Linked DNA regions of Sus scrofa: region 2 is linked to region 1. A link is a contact called in public HiChIP or PLAC-seq data. All regions are on one chromosome and are shown on one strand. The core of a region is the stretch at or near the end of the contact, and the rest is flanking DNA. Distances in the headings are between cores, read along the strand shown. Region 1 has its middle 93 kb from the start of DSCR3. Region 2 overlaps DYRK1A (dual specificity tyrosine-phosphorylation-regulated kinase 1A).

Region 1 (7,495 bases), core at 1,454-3,953:
ATCGAACTATAATTGACATACTATACAATTCATCCCTTGAAAGTGTCTAACCCAAGGTTATTAATACATGCAGAGTTGTGCAACCATCACCAATTTAGAATATTTTTATCCTTCAAAATGAAACTTTGTATCTTTAACAGTCACGCCTCTTTCTTCCATCCTGTGAATTCTAGATGACCACCAATCCACTTTCTGTCTATAGATTTGTCTCTTCTGGACAAGTGATATGAACAGAATTATACAATATGTGGTCTTTCGTGATCGCCTTCTTTCATTAGCATAGTGTTTTCAGAGTTCACCTATTTTATAGCATGTTTCAGTACTTTGTTTCTTTTTATTGCAGAATAACATTCTCTTGTATGAATGTGCTACATTTTATTTATCCGTTTTTCAGTTGATGGACATTTTGTCTGCTTCCACCTTTTGACTTTTATGCATAATGCTGGGATGAACATTCATGTTCACGTTTTTGCCTGGACATATGTTTTCATTTCTCCTGGGCATATACCTAGCAGTGGAATTGCTGGGTCATGTGGTAACTCTGTAATTAACTTTTTGAGAAGCTGCCAGACTGTTTTCCAAAGTGGTTGGCTGTACCATTTTTACATCCCCACCAGCAAATATGAGTGGTCCAGCTGCACAGTCTCACTGGCACTTGCTGTTGCCTGTCTTTTTCACATAGCCTCCTAGTGGGTGTGAAGTGCTAACTCATGTGGTTTTATTTATTTTTATTTTTATTTATTTTTTTGGCCACCCTTGTGGCAAATGGAGGTTCCCAGGCCAGGAACTGAAGCCACACCATAGCAGTGACCCTGGCTGCTGCAGTGACAGTGCAGGGTCCTTAACCCACTATGCCACAGGGAACTCTGATTTGTATTTTTTTTAATGGCTAAGGATGTGCATCTGTACCACCAACCTGGCTTTTTGTTGCAGAGTGATTATCATAATAATGTTAGTTAACATATCCATCACCATGACAGCACACATGAGTTTGCATGTGTGTGTGTGTGTGTGTGTGTGTGTGTGTGTGTGTGTGTGTGTGTTGGGAACTTTAAATATCTAGCAGTGATCTCTTAAGGGGTCTTTTTAAATAGGTGAAATAGTCTTTTATTTCCACGTGTGTAGATTTCAAGTACTGTCTTATATGTAGGTACAGATTGCGTTCTGGAATTACTTTTCTTCTGCTTGGAGGATTTCCTTTAGCGTTTTTTGCAAATCAAGTCCCCTAGTGATGAAATCATTCAGCTTTCGAATGTCTGAAAAACGCTTCTTTATTTTACCTTTTTGTGAAATATGTTTTAATACATATAGAAGTCCGAGTTTATAACTTTTTATTTTCAGTGCTCTGAGTATATTTACTTCATTGTCTCACTCTGGTCCCAGTATGAAGTCTGATGTCATTCTTATCTTGGTTTCTCTGCATGTAATGTGCTTTTTTTTTTTCCTCTGGCTGCTTTTTAAGATGTTCTCTTTATCTCTGTTGCGATGCAATGGGTTAAAGATCTGGTGTTGTCCCTGCAGTGGCTTGGGTCGCTACTGTGGCACAGTTTGATTCCCTGGCCCAGGAACTTCCCTATGTCTTGGGTGTGACCCTGGCATTAGGCTCCTTGAAGTTGTCTTACAGCTCAATGATAGGATGTTCCCCCTTTTTTTTTTCAGTCTTTTTTTTTCCCCTCTGTGTTTTATTGTGGGTAGTAGCGGTATATCTTTAAGTTTCTTTTTTCTTTTTTTTTTTTTTTTTTGCTACAGAGTTTGATCTGTTCTTAATCCCACCAAAAGTATTTTTCATCTCAGACATAATTTTCAAGTCTAGAAGTTCCTTCTAGGTCTTGTTAGTAGTTCTGGGTCTCTACTTAATGTGTTTAACATTTGCTCTGCCTTCCTGAACATAGAAAATATGGTTATAGTAACTGTCTTAATGTTAATATGTAATGTCCTTGTCTGATTCTATCATCTATGCCCTTTTTTGGTCTGTTTCTCTTGATTGATTTTTCTCATCATTACGGATCATATTTCCCTGCTTCTTTGTGTGCCTGGTAATTTTTTATTAAATACTAGACAATACAACTTTTATCTTATTGTATGGCAGATATTTTTCTGTACCTATAAATATTTTAGAGCTTTGTTCTGCAATGTAGTTAAGTTACTTGGAAATAGTTTGATACTTTTTTTCTTTTCCTTTTTTTTTTTTTTTTTTTTTTTTGGCTTTTTAGGGCCACACCCACAACATATGGAGGTTCCCAGGCTAGGGGTCGAATCCGAGCTGTAGCTGCCGGCCTACACCACAGCCACAACAATGCCAGATTGGAGCCGTGTCTGCGACCTACACCACAGCTCATGACAATGCCGGATCCCTCACCCACTGGGCAAGGCCAGGGATCAAACCTGTGTCCTCATGGATGCTAGTCAGACTCGCTTCCTCTGAGCCATGACGGGAACTCTAGTTTGATACTTTTATTGTTAGTTTTAAACATAGTTGAGACTAGAGTAGATTTTAATCTGGGGCTAATTTTTTCTTCACGTCTGTAGCAGTACCGTCGGAGTCTTCTGTCTGATGCCTTGTAAATTACTGGAATTCGCTGGAACCATTCCTGGTTCTAAGTGAAGCACAGAGATTACCCCGTCATTCCCCGGGGGATTCTTTGCCCAGTCTGTTAGCGTCTTATTCGCGTGTGCTGAGCAGTACTCAGCTCAAGACGCAAGGGGGCGCGCCTGCGCATCCCCAGGCCGCTCTGTCTGACACCTTCCCTCTGGGTACTCTGTCTCCCCCTCTGGCTGCCTTGGCCCTTCTCACTCGCAGCTCCATTCAGGGAGACCACTGTCTCCACTGGGGTCTCCCCTGCTTGCGCGGTGGTCTGGGAACTCGGTCCCTGCAGTACGTTGGGACATTATTGTCTCGTCTCATTTTTCCCCTTTCTGAACGATTAGTCTGTGCTGCCTGATGCCAGTGTCTGCGTATCATTGTTTCGTCTATTTTTTCTGGTGTTTTAGTGTTTGAAGCAGGAGCTACCTCTCGTCCTTGTTGTTCCTGGAAGCAGTTGTCTTAGAAAGTGTTTCTTAAAACTTGGGGTAAAACATACATAACATAAAATTTACCATTTTAGGGAGTTCCCATTGTGGCTCAGTGGTTAACGAACCCAACTAGTATCCATGAGGATGTGGGTTTGATCCTTGTCCTCCCTCAGTGTTGCCATGAGCTGTGGTGTAGGGTCTGGTCAAGGATCTGGTGTTGCCATGAGCTGTGGTGTAGGTTGCAGATGTGGCTTGGATCCCTCTTCCTGTGGCTGTGGTGTAGGCTGGCAGCTACAGCTCCCATTTGAGCCCTAGCCTGGGAACCTCCATGTGTCATGGGTGCGGCCCTAAAAAGACCAAAAAACAAAAACAAAAAACAAAAAACTTTACCATTTTAACTAAGTGTACGGTTCAGCGACATTAAGTATGGCTGACCCTTGAACAACGGACACCACCCCCCTCCCCTCAGTGGAAAATCCACGTATAGCTTTACAGCTGGCCCTCCGTGTCTGGGGTTCCTACCCACTGTGGATCATGCAGTGCTGTAGTATTTATGGAAAAAGTCCACGTGGACCCCTGCAGTTCAAACCCACGTTGTTCAAGGGTCACCTGTACATTCTCCTTGTACCATCATCACCACCATCCACCTGCACAGCCTTTTCATCTTCTCAAACTGAAACTCTGTACCCGTTAAACACTAACTCCCTTGGATTACATACTGGATATCTTGGATACTCCACTGTTGAGAGGCTGTGTTTGGTCGTCATCCTTTAAATAATGTGTAGATAATGTGTAGCTTTATTCTGAAAGGCACTTAATTTGCTGAGCACTCTTACTCCTCCCAGGCTTGTTAATAGGCTTTGTGCATGTAGGGTTTTTTGTTTGATTTGTTGTTTTTGCATTTTAGGGCCACTTCTGTGGCATATGGAAGTTCCCAGGCTAGGGGTCTAATTAGAACTGCAGCCACTGGCCTACGCCACAGCCATAGCAACGCCAGATCCGAGCCACATCTGTGACCTACACCACAGCTCACAGCAACGCCAGATCCTTAACCCGCTGAGCAAGGCTAGGGATCGAACCCATGTCCTCATGGAAACTAGTCAGGTTCATTACCACTGAGTCACGACAGGAACTCCATGTGTAGGTTTCGATGGCCTTTGCCCTGAGGCTGGCAGAGTCCTACTAACAAGCACTACCTTTTTCGCAATTAAATGACCAGGATGTTAAGGTCTCTCTGGTCTGGCTGGTCAGAACCTCAGGTGCTTCCAGCATTTTGAGATGTCCAAACTCTTCACTCATCTCACAGCCCCTCGGGAGCAGGTCTCTGCCAGGTCCAGTCCTGCTCACCCACAGCGGAGTACTGGGCTGAGCTGGGGGGAGCTTCTCTGCCCATTTCTGGAGCCCCTTCTCATGGGGGAGTCCTCCTCTCTTTACCCTGCCCCATGGGTGCCAGCCACCTCAGCATGCCAGTCAGTCTCTCTTATTTGTCCCCATTGAGAACCTCCCTGCTTGTGGGACCACTCCCCTAAGCCCCAGGAGGGAAAGTGTCCCCAGGCAGAAAGCTATGGCGAGTCTGCACTCACCTCACGTCTCACTTTCCTTGAGGACTGTAGTCCTGTGATGGTTCTTATCCAAGGTCTGGAAGCAGTTGCTTCATATTTGTCCAGTTTTATATTATTTCATTGTGAAGGAAGAAGTCCCATATCTGTTCTTCCATTCTGACCAGACCTGAAAGTCCTGGGGGGCATTTCAAAAGCAGGATGTCTAGGAGTTCCCGTCGTGGCTCAGTGGTTAACGAATCTGACTAGGAACCATGAGGTTGCGGGTTCGATCCCTGGCCTCGCTCAGTGGGTTAAGGATCTGGCCTTGCCGTGAGCTGTGGTGTAGGTTGCAGACGCGGCTCGGATCCTACATTGCTGTGGCTGTGGCTGTGGCTGGCACCTCCAGCTCTGATTAGACCCCTAGCCTGGGACCCTCCATATGCCACAGGAGCAGCCCAAGAAATGGCAAAAAGCCAAAAAAACAAAAACAAACAAAAAAAAAAACACAACAAAAAAAAAACCCACAAAAGCGGGATGTCTAACAGGCCATTTGAAAATACAAATCACCCCTTCCCAACCCTCCCACTTCTCCGTGACAGCATCTATCGCGGTTAATCTGTGTGAGCTGAGGTCCTGCGCGTGGACAAGGTGGGGGAGGAGTTTCAGGACTCGGTGAGCTGCAGAGCAGAGCAGCAGACACCTGGAGCAAGAGTTGATCTAAGGACAGAAACCCCGTGGAACTTGCTAGTATGTTTAGGGGAAATTCGGATTTTGACAGGGCAAGGCAAAAAAAAAAAAAAAAAAAGATTCAACTTAAACTTGCGTGAGGCAGAGATCCAAGAAAGCCTGCTGACACCTCAGTTACCTTTATATTCCCCGTATCGCACCTGACAGGGGCTTCCACTTAGAAAAGAGTAAGACGTTATCACAGGAACACAGCGAATAAATGCATGAAATGAGATTATGTTCTCACTTCGGAGGCAAAAGAGGGTAGTGACCTCTGTGTTTCCGTAATTTTTTTTCTCAAGCGGTCAAAGGATTTTAGATTTAAGTTCTGCCGTCAAACTCTCTTATATCCTAGTGCTCCCTCCCCCCACCCCTGTGCCACACTCTAAAAGAGGGTGGCTTTTTCCGTCTCAAAAAGCCTCTGCGTGTCCGGGCGGCCCCACCGCCCCGAGCAGGTCCCTGGCGGTCTGGAGCGGCAGCCTGGCGGGGACCGGGTACCCGAGCCCGCGCTTCCTTGGCGGGGCAGGTGGCGGAAAAGGGCCTGGGGGGGGGGGGGGGAAGAGGAAAGGACCATGACTGTACCGAATGGAATCTACGACGTGTCTCCAGTGTCTGCTGCTCTGAACCAAAGCCCGGCAGGCTCTGCCAGCGGGGGACCAAGCCGGTGAGCGTGGAGCCCAGAGAGCGCCTAATATGGCATTGCCATCTCTGGCCAGCAGACAGCGGGGAGCGGGGAACCTGGGCTTGGGGGGCCGGCCCTGGGGCCCCGGGCCGCCCTGCTTTCGTGCCTTCTCGCTGCCCTTCTCACTTTGGCCTTGTCAGCAACTCCCTCCCTCCCTTCCTGGGCCGGCAGGACCAGAGCTGTGCCCCGGCCCCAAGTTCCTGAGTCCGCGGCGGCCACAGAGCCACGTCCTCCTGGCGCTGAGTTGGGGGGGGGTGGGGGCGGGGGGCGGGGAGGGCGGAGCCCGCAGAGCGCGGTCCCCGCAGATAAGAAACTGGGAAGGGGACGACGGGGAGGCGAGCCTGGAGCTCAGATGCAGGAGATGCTGGAAACTCCTTCCGCCTTCTTGCCAGTTGTTACCACACTGATCCTAAAAATAGTCTCTAAACCCCAGGAAGCAACTAGAGGAGAAATCCACTTTTTTTTTTTTTCAAATATATTTTATTTAAAAAAATTTATTATAGTTGATTTACAGCGTTGTGTCAATTTCTGCTGTACAGGAAAGCGACCCGATTTTATATATATATGTGTGTGTGTGTGTGTGTGTGTGTGTGTGTGTGTGATATTCTTTTTCTCACATTATCCTCCGTCATGTTCCACCGCAAGTGCTTAGATATAGTTCCTGTGCTATACAGCAGCGTCTCATTGCCTATCAGGACTGGTTTATTTTTAAATCTTTAACTGTTAGAGTGGCTGTAGGACACTCCGAGTTTCTGGCTGTCACACCCTCTGGTGTGCGCTGGAGCGAAGGAAACAACTGGCAGCTTGTGCCCCCCCCCCAAAAAGAGGGCAGCAGATAGACACAGGAGCCTAAAATGAATAAACCCATCGGGCCTAACGAATGTAGCGCTGCTCCCATTTTTACTGCCATGTTTCCTCACAGCCTGAACATGGCCAGGGTTTAGGGTCTTGGAGTGGAGCGGCTGTGAGTTTAATGCCTGGCTGATGGCTTGTCTTGAGTGAGCATCGCTCTGGCTGCATATTGCCCAGCTGATCCAGGACCGCAAGGGGGGAATGCATCTGAAATAGAACCCTTCCCTGCTTCCCTGTCGCAGGCTCCTGTCCTTAGGGTGTCCAGTTGATGTCATCACTCAGCCGGAGTCTGCGGGGCCCAGGAGAACCTGCGGACGCTGCTCATCCACAGGCTGAGAGCTTAGTCCTCGCTCAGAGGGTCTCAACTGTGTCCTACTCAGAATCCCTGGATGTATTTCGGCATCCTATGACCAGCACCCCCAGACCTACTCAATCAGACTCCTGAGAGGTGAGATCCACACTATAGACTCAAATTCTGAGGTCCTAAACCCTATGTGACTGTATCTGGAAGTAGAGCCTTTAAGGAGGCAGAACCCTGATCCAAGGGATGGTGTTCTTACAAGATAAGGAAGAGACAGAGTTCCCTTGTGGTGCAGAGGGTTAAGGACCCAGCGTTGTCAGTGCCGTGGCGTGGGTTTGATCCCTGGCCGGGGAAATTTCATATGTCAAAGGCACAGCCAAA
Region 2 (7,495 bases), core at 2,525-5,024, 270 kb after region 1:
CCAAATAGGTAGTGACACTTCCCAAGTGTGTGATGTTGTCAGGGTGGGGCTGTTGGGACAGCTGGCATGTTTTCCCCAGTGTCCTTTGAGCTTGGACCAGAACCCCGGGTTTCTGCTCCCCAGGCCAGTTGGTTGTTTTTCTGTCATACCCTTTTCCTTTGCTTTTTATTTTTTTTCCTTTCTATTTTCAAGAAAGTTTTAACTGTCATGTGCTTGGTAGCATGAAAACCACTGAGATGTACTAGGAAGCAGTCCTTGATAAATCATTACATTTAAGGAGGTGTCATTCCACCTAGTGCCCTTTTAGCCTTTCTCATCATCACCAGTGTTTTCCAAGTCACCTAGGCTCAAAACCTCTGGGTCGTTTTTGAAATCAGCTTGTCTCTCATTTTCCCTATTTAAACAAGTTTTTAAGTCCCGTCATTTCTCTCAGCGTCTCCTTCCCTTTCCTTTTCAACATCAACATCCTAAAGGCTTGCAGAGTTCTTTGCTTGGACTGTTGAAATTACCCCCTGATTGATCTCTGCTGGAAGATTTTCCCTGTTTCAATCCATATCAAACCTGTAAATAATAAGCTTAAATAATACAGTGTTAATTGAGCGCTTACCACGTGATGGTTACTGTTGCAAACATTTTGTACTTTTCATAGTAGTCTTGAGGTTCAAGCACTTGTTGGTAACCCATTCTGCAGATGGAAGGGGAGGCCCAGGTTGAATTATCCAGTCACTCAGTAGCTAGGTATTAAGTGGCAAAACTGAATCCAGACACTCTGGAGTGTTTAATTGTTTTAACTGAAAACATAGCTAGAGTCATGTCACTTCCTCCCTAGCACACTCTACCTATTTACAGCGTCCAAGTTGCTTACCTGGCTGAAGGACCCTTTGGTCCAGCCTGCCTGTCTGTCCCTAATCTGCTCCTCTGTCTATGCTCTGCTCTCTAGTCAGACTCGTTTTGTGACCTTTGAGCCAGTGTTTGGATGCGAAGTGGCAGTTGGTCAGGGAAAGCAGCAGAATGAAGACTGCGCGGGGCAGAGCGCAGGGGGCCCGGGGAGAGTGGGGTCCAAGCCGGGGAGGGCCCCTCACGGGAGGCTGCAGGATCGGGTGCACACTTCTAGTCTTGTCTTTTTTCCACAGGACATTTTCCTGGGTCCTTCACAAAATTCACGGGGACTAGAGAATGGCGTTTTTGTAAGGTACTTTTGTAAAGTTCGATGTGCAGTTTTTCTGTTTTTCCCAGATTCCTTTTTCAGTTCCCCTCTCCTCTGGCTGCAGCCGTAGCCGTTTGTCTGTTTTCACTAGAATTGCAGCAGGTTGGACTTGGGAGGGAACCGTCTCAAGCAGGGGCCTGTTTCCCAGCCCAGCCTCTTCCCCTTGCTTGTTCAGTTTTCTTCTCTCCTTTGCAAGGACCTGGCCGTCTTGTCTAGTAGAGCGTGTTTCCTGTGTCTCTTGAGCTCATCCCCTCTGTCCTAGAGGCTCGGATCAGAGTGGCGAGGAGAGTGGGCTCTGCCGAGCCTGCCTGCGTGCGGCTGTGCGTGCGCGTGCGGGGCCGCCGCACTTCCAGCTTCTCTGTACACAAAGTGTAACGTAGGCTGTGATGATGCCCCTGAATTCATGGAGCCTCTGTGGATCTGAGACATACTGGAACAGAATTTGGCCTGGAAGAGGAGTTCCATGAATGTTGTTACTATTTTTTACTTTTACTGCTTTTTCTTCAACTGTGCAGAACCACTGAGGGCATTCTGATAAAGGGTTGTAGAGGGGGTTCTGTCTGGTTTGGGATAATGTGCTTGTTTGAGTGGAAAGAATGAAATCTCATTGCTACCTATCTATCGACTGACTGACTTTTAGTGAGTTTTTTGAAGGTTCCCCCATATGCTTATTATTGGTTTGTGAGAATTGCATCTTTTTTCTTTTTCTTTTTGTCTTTTTGTCTTTTTAGGGCCGCTATGGAGACTCCCAGGCTAGGGGTCGAATCGGAGCTGTGGCCGATGGCCTACGCTAGAGCCACAGCAGTGCGGGATCCGAGCTGAGTCTGTGACCTACACCACAGCTCACAGCAACGCAGGATCCTTAACCCACTGAGCAAGGCCAGGGATCAAACCCGAAACCTCATGGTTCCTAGTCAGGTTCATTTCCACTGTGCCACGACAGGAATTCCAAGAATTGCATCTTTGGTCTGACTTTTTTTCTGTGAGGTTGGGGGAGGTGCAGGTCTTAGTGTTTTTAATTGTATTGTTAGAGAACTTTGTATGTTTAAGGATATTATATAATGCTTTGAACAGTAACATTTTCTAGACTGTTTTTATTTGGTATGGAACTCAGATGACAATTTGAAACACTTTTGCACAGTAGATTATGGAAGGGGGAAGATTAACAGTGAGCTCTAAAATGATGTGTTTATTTGCTGCATAAATGTACTTTTAATAAAGGATTCCTTTTTTATATTATTACATTTTATAACCTTTGTTGAACAATTAACAATTTTCTCAGTGCTTAACTTTTAAAGTGTCTCTGGTCAGATGAATATCTTGCCTTTCAGGCATTTTGTAATGGAAAATCCCTGTAAATATACAGTGTTTTAATTGGAATCACAAAGCCAAATGATTGCCTCATTGGATAATTTTAAGTGTTATGCTGCAATTCAATATAGGTACCCAACCAAGTGCTTAACTAGATTTAGAAATATCTTGTACGTTTAACAGCTGTCTACGAGAACTAAAAAGGAGGAGAGGAGTTACGTATATGGTTCTCCTCTTTTCTGCCCAAGATAGGAGAGGTGAGAGAGTTTTAAAAAGTGTATTCTTTTCCCTCAGCTGCTGTTGCTGTGTCTGCTCTGGGAGAAGGCAGAGGCAAAGATCAGGGAAGGTTTGAGGCAGCTTTTCTTTCCCAAGAAACTTTGTGTAACACCTCCAGACACCTCTTAAAGTGGCATGGTTGTGGCCTGGCTGAAGGTGATGGCAGCCTGTGGTAGGTGACATTTCCACCTGTGTTTTATTTCCTGGCTGCCTCCTTCTGTGTTCTGATTCTTCTTCCCCTGAGGGGAAGACAGCTAAGCAGCCATTGTTCAGCTTTTTAAAAGCGTCATAATACTTCAGCTTTTAGGTGTGTTGTAAGATATCATTTCTTTTCTTTTCGTACTTTCGGGTTTCTGAAAGGCAACTTAGTGTGTACAGACCCTGGCAAAGTTACAGTCAAGAGATGTGAAGAAAAAATCCTAGAACTAGGTGGGGGAGGGAGCATCTTTGGGTAATTCAGGTTTTATATATATGTACATATTCACACATTGTGTTTGTGTGTATATATATGCACATGTCTGTATACGTGTGTGTGTATAAAACATTTAAAGTTTTTTTTTCCCCCCATTTTTGGCTATCCCATAGCATATGGAGTCCCCGGGCCAGGGATCAGATCTGAGCTGCAGTTATTAACCTTATTAACCCATGTGCCAAGGCTAGGGATCGAACCTGTGTTAGTGCTTCCAAGATGCTGCCGATCCCATTGCACCACAGTGGGAGCTCCAAAAGTTTTTTTAGATAGATTGTATTTTACTATGTTTTTATGTAGGTTTTTTTTTGGAGGGGCGGTCTTTAGGGCTGCACATGTAGATTTTTTAAAAAGGAAATAAGTTAGATTCTAACCTCCATTCATTAAAATGTCTGTGAAGCTCTAAACAGATTTTCGAGCGAAACTTTCCTTTCCTCTGGCAATGACCCGTATAATTTCACATCCAGGGCGGTACTTTGCATTTACAGACGGGACAGGATGATGACTCATCACATTTCATGTATGAGGAAACTGGCTTGTTTGTCACCATGTTGCATTTGTGCCAGTGTCATGGCAAGCAGAGGTAGTCTTAAATCCTAGCTCAGAGTATTTCTGTGTAGCAAGCTGAACTCTCCAGATGTAGTTTTCATTGTACCTGTTTTGTAAATGAACATGCTCCATTTGCCTGTGAGATGCGGAAAGCAGAGCCCCAGGCCACAGGCGTCACAAAGGTGCCGATGAGATCTGCAGTTTTCCCACCAGGATGGTTTCAGTGCTCGCCCTTAACTCTCCCGCCAATAGCTGACCCGAGAGGAAGTGAATGAAAACACCGTCTTCTGACTGAGAACAGACAGTGGCATTAATTTTAAAAAAAAAGTGGCATTCATTGAATGCACATGTCACGTTAGGCTGAATTGAACTGTTTCATGTGTTGACTGCTGGCAGTCCTCTTCAGGTAACTGCATTTTCGAAACCGTCAACAAGGGTACGTCATCTGACAGGTCCCAGTAGGAGGGACAGCTGTCTGGTAACCTTGGGTCACTGTCATCATTTCTTTCATTGAAATTGTGGTTGAAAGACACCCTAGACTCTCAGGGTCTGGCTGACTAATCTGGGTGATAATAGTTTCTTAGCTTGCTTGAATTGTTTCTTGATTATAACCAGTCTGTCGATTTGAACAACTTATATCACTTTGGTAAAGCTTTTGGTAGCTTTATTTATGAAAGTTAAACTTACCGAAGGCCGAATGACTGCCGTGAACACATGAATCCTTCAGTTAAATAAGTGTTTAGCATTTATACAGGCACTCTAGTCAGGACCCCAGTTGTTTGCTCAGTTTCTTTCATATTAACCTGGATACCTGATAGAGCAACCAGCACTGTTCTGTGTAGATCTTCTAGATTCTTGAAAATACCATTTATTCTCATAGAGGTAGTATATTTTTTTCTTTTAAAATTTTTTTTAGGAGCTTTATCTCAGTTTAGCCTGGTTAGTTACCTGTTGAATAAATCATGTTTTTGTCATACTGTGGCTAGAAAGAAATTAATGTAAATAAGGTCTTATGTTTATATGTGACACGGTTTTTGTGTTGAGACACTGATAATGCCTGAAAAGGCTGCTTCAGCAGCTGTTGTCTCATCTGCTGTTTCCTTGTGCTGTTATCTGAATTCTGCTGGTGCAAAAGGCATCCTTTTCTGCCCCTCTGCAGGGCTGTCCAGTGAAACAACATCTAAAATTAAACTACCAGAAGCCAGTTTGCTTTTTGTTTCCCCTTAAGACTGGCGTAGGATGGGGTGGGTGGGTTAGAGACTGTATAAATTTAAAACAGTTATAAGCCAGCAAGGATCACACAGCTATCGTCATGAAAATAAACCATTTTAAATTGTATTTGCTTCAAACGTATTTGCCTCTGAAGCATGTTTTTGACCATCTTGTACAAGTAGCCATTATTTTGGTTGCTATGTTAAGTGTTTCTTTAGCATGTAATTTTCATAGTAAAGTTTTAGTTTTCAGTTTTGAAAAGTTTTGTTGCAGTCACTTAAATTTTTTTTTTTTTTTTTTTTTTTTTTTTTTTTTTTAGGGCCGTACCTGAGGCATGTGGGAGTTCCCGGCTAGGGGTCTAATGAGAGCTCTAGCTGCCGGCCTACACCACAGCTTCTCAGGATCCAAGCCGAGTCTGTGACCTACACCACAGCTCAAGGCAACGCCAAATCCTTAACCCACTGAGTGAGGCCAGGGATCGAACTTGCATCCTCATGGATATTAGTCAGGTTCATTAACTGCTGAGCCAAGACGGGAACTCCTGCAGTCACTTAATTGGTTAATCATACTAAAATTCATCAGCTTATATGTTTAATCTATTGCAGCATAATAATCTTCCATTTTGTGTTGGCACTTCTAAATTTTCTCCTGATGGCAGGTTCATACTTATAAATTTGTAAATGCCTATACTCTTCACACTCCATAGTCAGTTGGTTAGGCAGTAGCTACTTAAAGTATGTCCACTATGTGTTGAGCACTGTTTAAGCTCTGGAGATTGGGAAATGAACAGAGCTGGAGGACAGTAGAGTTTATGTTTCAGGAACGTTATTAACCAGGAGGCGGAATTCAGCTACTAATCCACTGGCAGTCCCTAACTAGCTACCAGGCCAAGTTAGAGAGTCACTGATCTTCATCTTCTTGGAGTGATTGGACTTGATCTCTTGAAAGGTTTAATCTCACCTCTGAAATTTCACGGCGACCTTGTGTATCTTTGTTTACCTGTCTTTTGTTTCAGCCCCAACCCCTGCTACCCATTCCTGAAAATTAAGGGCTTAAAGGCTGCTTGACACCATGTTTCCTATTAAAGGGGGAAATTGGTTTTTTACTTAAATAGGTTTATTACTGATTGAACATGTTTATTTTATGGGCCCTATAAGAAAAAGTATTTCTCTTTCCACTTGAAATTTTTATGACTGCTCACAACCCATAAAATACCCAGGTAGTATTATCCGTTTTATTTATTCTTACTATTTAAAAATATTTTATAATTTTAGAATATTAGAGAAAATATAAATTTACCCATGTTATCTGTTACATTGTATAATAATTTATGGAATCTAGCAGCTGTATCCTGAGCTGTATCCTGATTATTTTAACCCTTTTTGTGTTCCAGATGCTATTATTAAAAATAAGTTCTTAGAGTTCCTGTTGTGGCTAAGGGTTAACAAATCTGACTTGTGTCCATGAGGATGTGGGTTCGATTCCTGACCTTACTCAGTGGGTGAAAGGGTTCAAACATGGCTTGGAGCCCAAGTTGCTGTGGCTGTGGTGTAGGCTGGCAGCTGCAGTTCTGAAGAGACCCCTAGCCTGGGAGCTTCCACATGCCGTGGGTGCGGCCCTAAAAAGACAAGAACAAAAAAAAGTTCTTGACTTTTTACTTCAGCTGTAAGAATTTGGTTTGTCTTTTGTAATTGGAAGGGCTAGGGACCATTTACTGTAGGGTTAAGTAAGAATTCCTGTAACTGAATTGAGGATAATCCATCCACCCACCCATCCATCTGACCTTTTTCAGGGGTTGCTTGAGGGCTTACCACATGCATCCTTAAGTTACATTGTTTTCTACTTCTGTTTTACCTCTTTTGTCCTTGGTCTTGTGGTTTGTGTGTGTTTTGCTTTTCTATATGTTGTAAACTCCCAATATATTATGTTTTTTGCTTTAAACAGAAATTTTTAGAAAAATTTAAAATCTTAAATTATCTTTTAAAATCATTGATGAGAGAAATGTCTTTACTATTTTATCTATCTATTTTACATTTCCAGCTGGCCTTTATTCTATTGTGTAGATCACAATTTCTACCTGGAATCATTTTCCTTCTGTGAACTGTGAACAGGTTTTTGTCCAAATTTGCTGTTGACAAATTTTTTCACTTTCATTTGTCTGAAAAAGTGTTTTGCCTTCATAATTTTGAAGGATGTTTTCACTGGATATAGAATTGCAAGTTAAAGTCTTTTTCTTTTGTCATTTTAAAGATATTGCTTGGGAGTTCCCTAGTGGCCTCATGGTTAAGGATCTGACATTGTCACAGGTGGTGGCTTAGGTCACTGCTTGTGGCATGGGTTTGATCCCTGGCCTGAGAACTTATGCACGGCCAAAAAAAAAAAAAAGATACTGCTTTATTTTTTTCTGGCGTGTATGGTTTCTGATGAGAATTCAGTGGTTTTCCTTAGTGTAAATCTGTATTTTACACCCT

What was found. HiChIP or PLAC-seq counts read pairs in DNA pulled down with a chosen protein or histone mark.
Region 2: an H3K27ac HiChIP or PLAC-seq map of skeletal muscle shows a contact between it and region 1. The contact joins two enhancer-like sites. A contact is called at or near these places in 2 of 2 datasets of contacts at active chromatin or transcription factors (alveolar macrophages and skeletal muscle).

The regions. Positions count from the first base shown.
Region 1 is chr13:200,830,563-200,838,057 of Sscrofa11.1, forward strand. No RefSeq gene overlaps it. Among named protein-coding and RNA genes, the nearest start is that of DSCR3, 93 kb to the right of the region's middle. Within about 2 kb of position 2,704, at least 16 of the 83 cell types and tissues checked have an H3K27ac peak or open chromatin away from gene starts, as enhancers often do. A contact at or near this core is called in skeletal muscle, where this site is marked.
Region 2 is chr13:201,103,412-201,110,906 of Sscrofa11.1, forward strand. The region is part of intron 2 of DYRK1A (dual specificity tyrosine-phosphorylation-regulated kinase 1A); the gene reads left to right. Among named protein-coding and RNA genes, the nearest start is that of DYRK1A, 99 kb to the left of the region's middle. Within about 2 kb of position 3,775, at least 10 of the 83 cell types and tissues checked have an H3K27ac peak or open chromatin away from gene starts, as enhancers often do. A contact at or near this core is called in skeletal muscle, where this site is marked.